Regions from separate parts of the Anas platyrhynchos genome. Here region 1 is linked to region 2. Evidence: chromatin contacts called from public Hi-C data. All regions are on one chromosome and are shown on one strand. Each heading gives the region's core, a stretch centred on a gene start, on an enhancer-like site or on the middle of the called end of the contact. The rest is flanking DNA. Distances are from core to core; before and after follow the strand shown. Region 1 overlaps LMTK2 (lemur tyrosine kinase 2). Region 2 overlaps LOC113845268 (a long non-coding RNA gene).

Region 1 (4,013 bases), core at 1,276-3,775, 49 kb after region 2:
CTCAGACTTTTCAGTCTTCTTCCTGGTCCAAGGTTTAGGCACGGTTGGTGTGTACAGTTATAGCCCAGTATGTTATGCTGGTAAAATAAGTTGTGATGTAATGTATTGTGTAGTCCTGATACAATAAATTTTCTTCAAAAACAAAAACAATTTTTGAAATCTTCTGGTAAACTCGCAAGAAGGCTGCAATTTAAATAATAATAAAAATACAGAAGCAGTAGGTTAAAAGTTGTGTACAAATGAAAGTAAGATCAGTGGCGTAAGAAACTTGTTCTCTTACTTTTCTTAGATTTTCCTACACAGGAAAAGCAAGACTGGAAGATGCTTGACAACTCCCAGTTATTTTTCCATCTGTTTCAAAGCTATTTTTTTTTTTGTAATTTATGGAGTGCTTCTGTAGGCTTGTAAGTTGTATGGATGCTGATCAGCAATGCCTAGGTTCAACAAAACTACTGCCATCCTCTGGTGCCTGAATGATGGGAGTGGGCTGTATCATGGTCTTTTAATATCTAAAGCTCTCGTGAGCTGGCAATGTCTAAAACAGTTTTCTGTGCTCTCTTCCTTCCATCCCCTTTCATATGCCAGACAGACAACTGCTGATGGGGAGCAATTGAAATTGATCACATGTAAAAAAATTAAAAAAAAATAAAAAAAATAAAAAAAACACACACAGAAGCTCATCACATTTTTAATGGAAAGTATTATTGTATGACAGTTATGTTTTATGTGGCAGTGTGATTTAGATTATTAACTCCTAAATGATGTGATTAAAAACCCTTAAAAGGACAATACCATATGCCTTACATGACTTCTTATACAAGTGATGACTGAAACTTAAGGAGATTCTTTATTAAGCACAAATCTATTTATAACTAGTACTAACCTTGTTCACTGGTAAATAAGTAACGTAGTTAGTTAGCTGGCTCTTCATGAAGTATTGTTTAGATTCACCTAATACACAAGGCTAAGTATTTACAACTTCTTTTACAGGGTGACCTAAAAACTTATATTTGCAACGAGCAGGACCACATTAAAGGAGATTCACAAATAATGCTGCTACAGAGAATGGCATGTGAGATTGCTGCTGGACTTGCTGTAATGCATAAGCATAATTTTGTGCATAGGTACGTTTTCCAGATAAGTTACTCTTTGTTACGGTGCACTCCAAAAATCATGTAGGTGTTTTCATTCAAATCGGCACATTTTAAAGACACTAGTTTAATAGACTTTCATCTAATTTACATATCCTATGTCAGGAAGGTGTGATGTTTTTGAAGATGCTAATTTAACTGCAGTGATAAGGTCTTACAGTCTTTGTGCAACTGTAAGCTGATCACCTTCTTTTTAGGTGATCTGCAGACTGCAGAACACAGCCTACTGCTAGGCCAATCCAGAAGATGTAGTTGTTTGATTAATTCTTGCACAAATTAAGTTTGTTTTGTTGGGGGTATGTGTGTTAGGGGTTGGGGGGATAAAACTAAAATGTTGTTAGAATCAATCTTTTGGACTGTATTTTTGTAGATTATAACAATTTAGAATTTTTGTAATCCATTACCTTTGTTACTAAAAATGGAAAAAAAAAGTTGCTACTCTTTTAATATGTTAAGGGAGAAGCTGACTTAAATTGAAAAATCTGACTGAAGTAGGTGATCTCTTGCTAAAGCACTGTTTATCTTCAGTGTCTCTTAATCTAAAGTAATGGAGCTAGTCAGATCAAAATGGGAGAACAATTTCATTTTAGTGGTGGGGGAAGGCCTGGATTTCTTTATTTTATTAAAAGATGATGCAGTTACTACTGAAAAAATGGCAGTAGTTTTAACAGGTAAGAAAAATGCAGTCATGAAGCTCAGTGCTCTGAACTATGACAAAAAATTTTTTTTTGCTTTAATTGTAAAGTTGTTAAGGAGCTGGAGACATCAAGCTTAGACTTGTAATGTTATATTAGAGTACTTGCTCTCCAGACATGGCTTACCTGATGAAACCTGATATATCTCAGGATAGTTTATTCTGTGTGGGTATTGGGTCAGCCTGTTCTTTGCTGTAGAAACAGCACTTGTATCATCCCTTTCAGCATGTCAGGAATTTGCTGGTCAATGCATTGTACTACTTTGAGAAAGCGGAGACCTTGTGTTCAGGGAGAAGCTGAACTATTAAACTTCAGTCTTAAAAAGTGCATGTGTAAAACAACAAAACCCTAAGAAATCCCCCAATCCTAGACTCAGCTGGTGCCAGATAAGCAGAGCTTTTAACCTGTTTAACAATTTCAAGTTACTTGAAGGTAGTACCAGTTGTACCTTCTAAACTGAGTGATCACTGTTTCTTGTATTGCAGCAGCGTGGCTTTGTAGGTATTAAATTTAACAGTGTGTTTTCAGTGAAGTACAGTTAAAACTTGATAAATAGTTATTCTTTGGATCTCCAAAATTATCACTGTAAATGTTTACTTCTAGCAGCACTATCCTGATGCTGTCAGAGTAAGTGGTAAAACTCCAGCATCAGTGATTTTGTTGTTAGTGGTAAATTCTAGCAGCTAAACTTTATCTTCTCTTCTGGGATATTTATTTAAATAGTATGATACAAGTTGGAAAGCTTTGGAGCGTACTTGAAGGTTACAAATGTTTCTGACCCATGAGGTTCAACGGTTCTCAAAGTGGAAAAAAAACTTACTCTTTTGAAGTAGGGAAATTGTATGGTTTTCAGACCATCTACACTTCAGAGACTACTTTTTTTAAATCTACACAGAAGCAATGGTAGAATTCTTCCAGTGCACTTAATTGCCTAGTACCCTTCTGTGGAACTGAGAAGCAAAATATTTGAGCAATTAGCATGTGGAACTCTTTGCTGTCATGGCTATAGTTTCGTAGTAAGCATGCAGTTTCATTAAACTTGCATAGATTTCTGAGTTTGCACGATGGGATTTCTACAAAAGATTCTTGCTATTATTACAGCAACAGTGCTGGCTATGAGCACTTGTCTGGTTTATAGTGGAAACTGGAAATGTATATTCAAGAGCTTTTTTGTTCCTTTATTAAAGGAACTTTTATGAAACATGATTTCTTCTTATGGTCTTTCTCAAAGACTATGTATAGTTCTAGTTCAAATGTAACATGTGACTGTTATTTAGAGGAACTTATGTGTGTTTAATATATTACTGGTTGCTTAGTATGAGTGAAGAGTGACAGAACTACGGTGTCTGCAGTCTCCTAGTGAAATTGGGAATCAATTGTTGCTTTATATATATTCTTAAAACTTGATGAAAATACAAGCAACAGAAGAACTATCTGCACGTTTAGTTTGAATCAAAATTGTGCTTTTGAAATGAATCTCCCTACTGTTGCCAGTTACTGTGCCTGGGCTTGTATTGAGTTGATCTTCTGGAGTGCATGGACTGGTTTAACTATATCCAAAGAGAATCGGAGAGGTAGCTTCAGGTGCATGCTTAACTTGCTCCAGCTTTTACGAGCCTTTTGGTCTATGGGACCAGGCTACAGCTCATCTGAATAAAATTACCGAAGTGTATATAGTGTGGATATTGAATCCTTAGCACTAGTTATTTCATATTACTAATCTGCACCTGTCACTTGGCTACCGTAACCTGTAAATGTGTGTATTTTTGATTATTTTTGTAAAATTTTGTGGCTTTTTAAATTTGATACTTCAAGCTGTGGTCTGACTCTTCTGAGTAGTGTTACTTCTTTTAACCCATTTGTCTTATTTTTAATTGAAGACTTCTTGGTTTGTTCTTACTATTTATTTGTTTGCCATTGCAGTGACTTGGCCTTACGAAATTGCTTTCTTACATCTGATTTAAATATCAAAGTAGGAGATTATGGTATAGGATTCAGTAGATATAAGGTAAGTTAATTGGTAATGTACATTAAATTTAATGTACGTTAAATTTTTTTTGAAGGATTTGAAAGCCTGAGATTATAACAAGCATATTATAAGGTCGTGAACTGATCCCACATAGTCCTTTTTATCTTTCTGAATAGTGAACTTCTCAGAGTAACTGGC
Region 2 (4,035 bases), core at 19-2,518:
GTTGAGTTTCCGTGGCCCTGGACAGTTACTATTTGTTGTGTGCCTTATGTCACTGCTTCCCAGCGTGGTCTGCCACACATGCATTTAAGTGACGGGTTTTGTCCCAGGGAGGTTAAAGCCAACAGGGCAAGTTGTTGATAGGGCTTCAATGGATGTTGAGTAGATTCTTGTGCTATGAACTGCTTCGTTACCGTAGAGGTGAATCTAAGAATGAGATCTTACTCAGTGTAAGTGTACCACAAATTTCTTCATACATGTCATTTAAGATGACATACTGATGACAGATGACAGATTTTATAAGTATGGCTTATCTCTTTAACGGCTTAAAGAGGTTTTGTATGAATTTGCTAATCATTAATCAATTCTGGGGATAAAAAAATGAACTTAAGTACCAGCCAGTTCATTTATTTTCATTTTTTTCTGTAAGTTCTTCATGCTGGTAAGTGCAGAATTTGGCTCACATTAGTTCTGAATCCTTCCTTATTCCTATATTGACAACGTCTCTACTGGAAGCCAGTTGAACTTTTGCCTGAATTAGGGCTGATTTATGATAGATTTGGTCCATGGATTAATTTTCCCAGTGATGAGGATGATAGGTGTTTTATTTTAAGCTGAAATAGTCCCATCTGATCTGATAAACAAGACAATAACAAAATGCCAAAATAGTCAATTTAGAAAAATAAAATTATTGGTATATTTTTCTAAACTTCCTTTTGTCCTGTACAGTTCATCTTGGGTTGGGGAGTGAAACAAATATTGTTATGGAGAGAAAAGAAACTGAGCAAATATATTTATGCATTTCTAATTTTGTCTTTGGGTGTTGAGTTGCCCTGGGTTAAGTTGCATAATGATAAGTAAAGCAACTGGACACAATCCAGTGCAAAGTGATGCATGAAACCAGCACTTTTCCCCCCCAGTGTGTGAAAATTTGTATCAGCAAGAAACAGATAGTCTAACTTGTATGTAGTTGGAGATCTGCCTGCATTTTGATACCTACATTCTTTTAAAATGAATCATTCTTCAGTGCAGACACAAGATCCCTGGCTTAGGGAAGCTAAGAAGTGACATGCTGACACTGGGCTACGTTAACCCTCCATCTTCACCAGCTTCTGTGTACTCATGCGACCCTTAGAAGTGGTGAGCAGAGAGGAGCTGTGGTCAAGCCTGTGGTTAAAGCTGTAGTTAAAGGGGTGGTTGTGCGGTGTGACAGCACAGTTCTGTACTTTGTAAAGCCGTACTGGAGCCAGGGCTGGACTTGAAACGTGCATCTCTTGTCACAGACCAGTACGCTTAGCTCATCACTGGTGCTTGAGCGTGTGGTTGCATGGACTGGCCTGGCTGCAACACTCACCATCCTGTTCAGCCACTTTTTGTCCAGAAGATGGGGCAAGGTGCTTCATTTTAAGGAAGGGGCCTCTCATTGCTTTTCACCTGATTGTCAGCTAAGTCAGTCATTACAGGCTCAACATCGATAATAAATGTAAATGCTTATGATAATGGTTTTGTTCCTTAAGCACGTTTCACTCTGAAAACCTAGTGTGACTTTCTACCAACTACATACCAGGGAGCCCTCATGTATTAAAAAAAAATGTCTCTGGTGTTAAAAGGAAATTACAGTTTTTAATAAATAACTTATTGCTTAAAATGACCCCCCAGCATCAGGTAGAGAGTAATCAGAAAATAGTTTCTCTGTTTTTCTTTTATTTCTAGAGGAAAAAAATAAGGCTTTCAATTTTTAGGTAGCTGCCAACCAACAGCTTTCATAAAGCATAGAGTAACCATATATGTGTGTGAAAGAAAGGAAGGTTCATTTCTACAGCAAAGCTCCTGTTTGGATCTGTTCTTTTCAAAAGTGACACTCGCTGGGAGCTAACCATTCTTCTGGGATTTGAAGCAGAGCAAGAATAAATATGTAAACAAGTCAGATCACTTTCAGGACTAGAGAACGTTTTAAATGATATTAAAGATTAAGCCAATGTAAACACGTGGCTAAAATTGTGCAGATTTTGACTGCTGCTCAATCAGAATTCACATTTGCTTTTATTCTCAGTGTGTCTCCTTTAAAATAAGGCACAAACGTATAAATAAATTGCAGCTGATCGATCTTACTCTGCTATGTGAAGATTTGGTGTCTAATTGTAATTTAAACTGTTTGTGGCTAGCTTTTAGACCTCCCCAAAGTGAAACTAGGAAAGCAAGCACATCTTTCTCTACTGTGATAGATCCTGCTGTCCATTGAATTCACAGCAAGCCTTTATGAAACTGCTGAGATTTGTTAATCACTTTGGTTTATTTAATTGACAGTGGGACAACTGACCAAGTGGCAAATTATCATGGGTATGGAAATGCACCTCTGAGCTCTCTGAATGCCATTTAAAGATTCAGGACTTGTTCCCAATTGACTGAAGCATCGAGTGAGGTCTGCCAGCGTTCGGTACTTCTCTTTTGGGTGGGTTACAATTTAAAGTATGCTATTGGAGCAGTGAACTGTAGAGTATTCTGCTTTTCAAGTGCTCCAAGGAATGCTGTACGTTAGATAATGATTGCTGTAGCAGGAGAGGGTTCGAGCTGGGCAATTAACTGGTCTAACTAAAACTGACAAGAAAAGATAAATGGTTTCCTCTAGCTTAGCTGAAGCATTTATGGCTCAAAGCTGTCTCACCAGGGCCAACGGGCATGGTGCCAGCGGAGGTTTTTTAGTGGCTTTGATGTTGCTGTGATGCTCCTGGAGGGTGCTGTGGAGCAATGGCAGTGGATTTTTATATTATCCCAAGCATGCACCTTGCACTCCCTTACACTTCCTAGGTATGTAAACAGCGTACACCCATGGAACTAGGCTTTGCAAGGGATGTGGCCACCACGTGCGGACTCATTAAATTCTACACTCACTTGGCAGTCAATCTTTGCAGATTAGATTATTTTTGGAGTCCTCTGTGATCATGGTGTGGGCAGGATTTGCCCTAAGAGAAAATGTCATAAGAACAGGATGAAAAAGAAGAGTAATTCTGTTGCTTAAAGACCGGTCTTAGAAGAATATAAAGGATAATGAACAAATGAAATTCTGACAAGGTATAAATGAGGAAAGAAGGGAGTTTTTTGTGTTTTTTTTTTTTTTTTTTGAGCTGTCTGCACTAAAGCTGGATGCATGAAATACAAAGCAGTTCTTATGCCTAAACACAGTTATGATTTAGTTGGCATTACCTGGGGATAAGTCATACAACATAGCAGACATATACATCCGTGCGTGCAAAAGTGGCCCCACACATGGTGGTGATGCCAAGAAACCAGGGAGACCACCTGTTCTGAGATAGGGTGCAATACAAACAAACACAAAGACCTAATCTTGCCCAGCTAGTGTTAACACGAGTAGCACACCTTACGTGTGATGTACATTGACATGCTTATGCGAATGAAACACATGGCTTGACCTGCTTTTGCAGGAGAGATATACGCAACAAGGTGTGTGATTGTAATCGAGAACTGTTTAGGGAGAGCTCTTCATTGTGATCAGTGAGGTCTAGTTGTCTTTCCTTTGCTGCGATATTTATATCAATGTCAGTTCTTCAAACAGAAGATGCCTTTCAGATTAAAGTGGAAGGCCGATAATCCATCTCTGAATTGTACACTGCAGTACGGCTCTGCTGCAGCCACGCTGACAGTGATGGGGAGATCAAAGCTTTGTTCCTGCCCACGTGGGTGGCTTGCTGAATCCTCTTCCATTATATTTTCTAATAGGCTACGCAGTAAAAGCAGAGAATGGGAGAAACAGGAGATTGAATAGTCAGGTGGAAGGGTATGGCCAAGAGACCAGAAAAAAACAAGACTGAGAATTGAACAAGATCTTCTCTGTCATGCAGTACTTATCTTGGGCTGTTTTGCCTTTCTCCTTTATGCTGCCGTTGGCTGAGTCTGGCAGGAAGAATAGGACAAGGGTGGTAAGCCAGCAAATAGTGAGCTATGAACAGGTAGGATTGACATCAGTATTTTAGGATATCTCTTGGCTCCCCATTTTCTTTCCTTGTATCTTGCCTTTAT

What was found. A called contact is a pair of places that touch in the nucleus more often than the background predicts.
Region 1: a contact with region 2 is called in a Hi-C map of skeletal muscle, with 5 times the contacts expected there. The contact joins two enhancer-like sites. A contact is called at or near these places in 2 of 8 Hi-C or Micro-C datasets (liver and skeletal muscle).

Annotation. Positions count from the first base shown.
Region 1 is chr15:12,786,981-12,790,993 of IASCAAS_PekinDuck_T2T, forward strand. It overlaps LMTK2 (lemur tyrosine kinase 2), which reads left to right. Exons shown (of 15, transcript XR_011803508.1): 7 at 991-1,124; 8 at 3,770-3,854. Among named protein-coding and RNA genes, the nearest start is that of BHLHA15, 16 kb to the right of the region's middle. Within about 2 kb of position 2,526, at least 1 of the 8 cell types and tissues checked has an H3K27ac peak or open chromatin away from gene starts, as enhancers often do.
Region 2 is chr15:12,739,378-12,743,412 of IASCAAS_PekinDuck_T2T, forward strand. All of the region lies in intron 4 of LOC113845268 (a long non-coding RNA gene), which reads left to right. Among named protein-coding and RNA genes, the nearest start is that of LMTK2, 20 kb to the right of the region's middle. Within about 2 kb of position 1,269, at least 2 of the 8 cell types and tissues checked have an H3K27ac peak or open chromatin away from gene starts, as enhancers often do.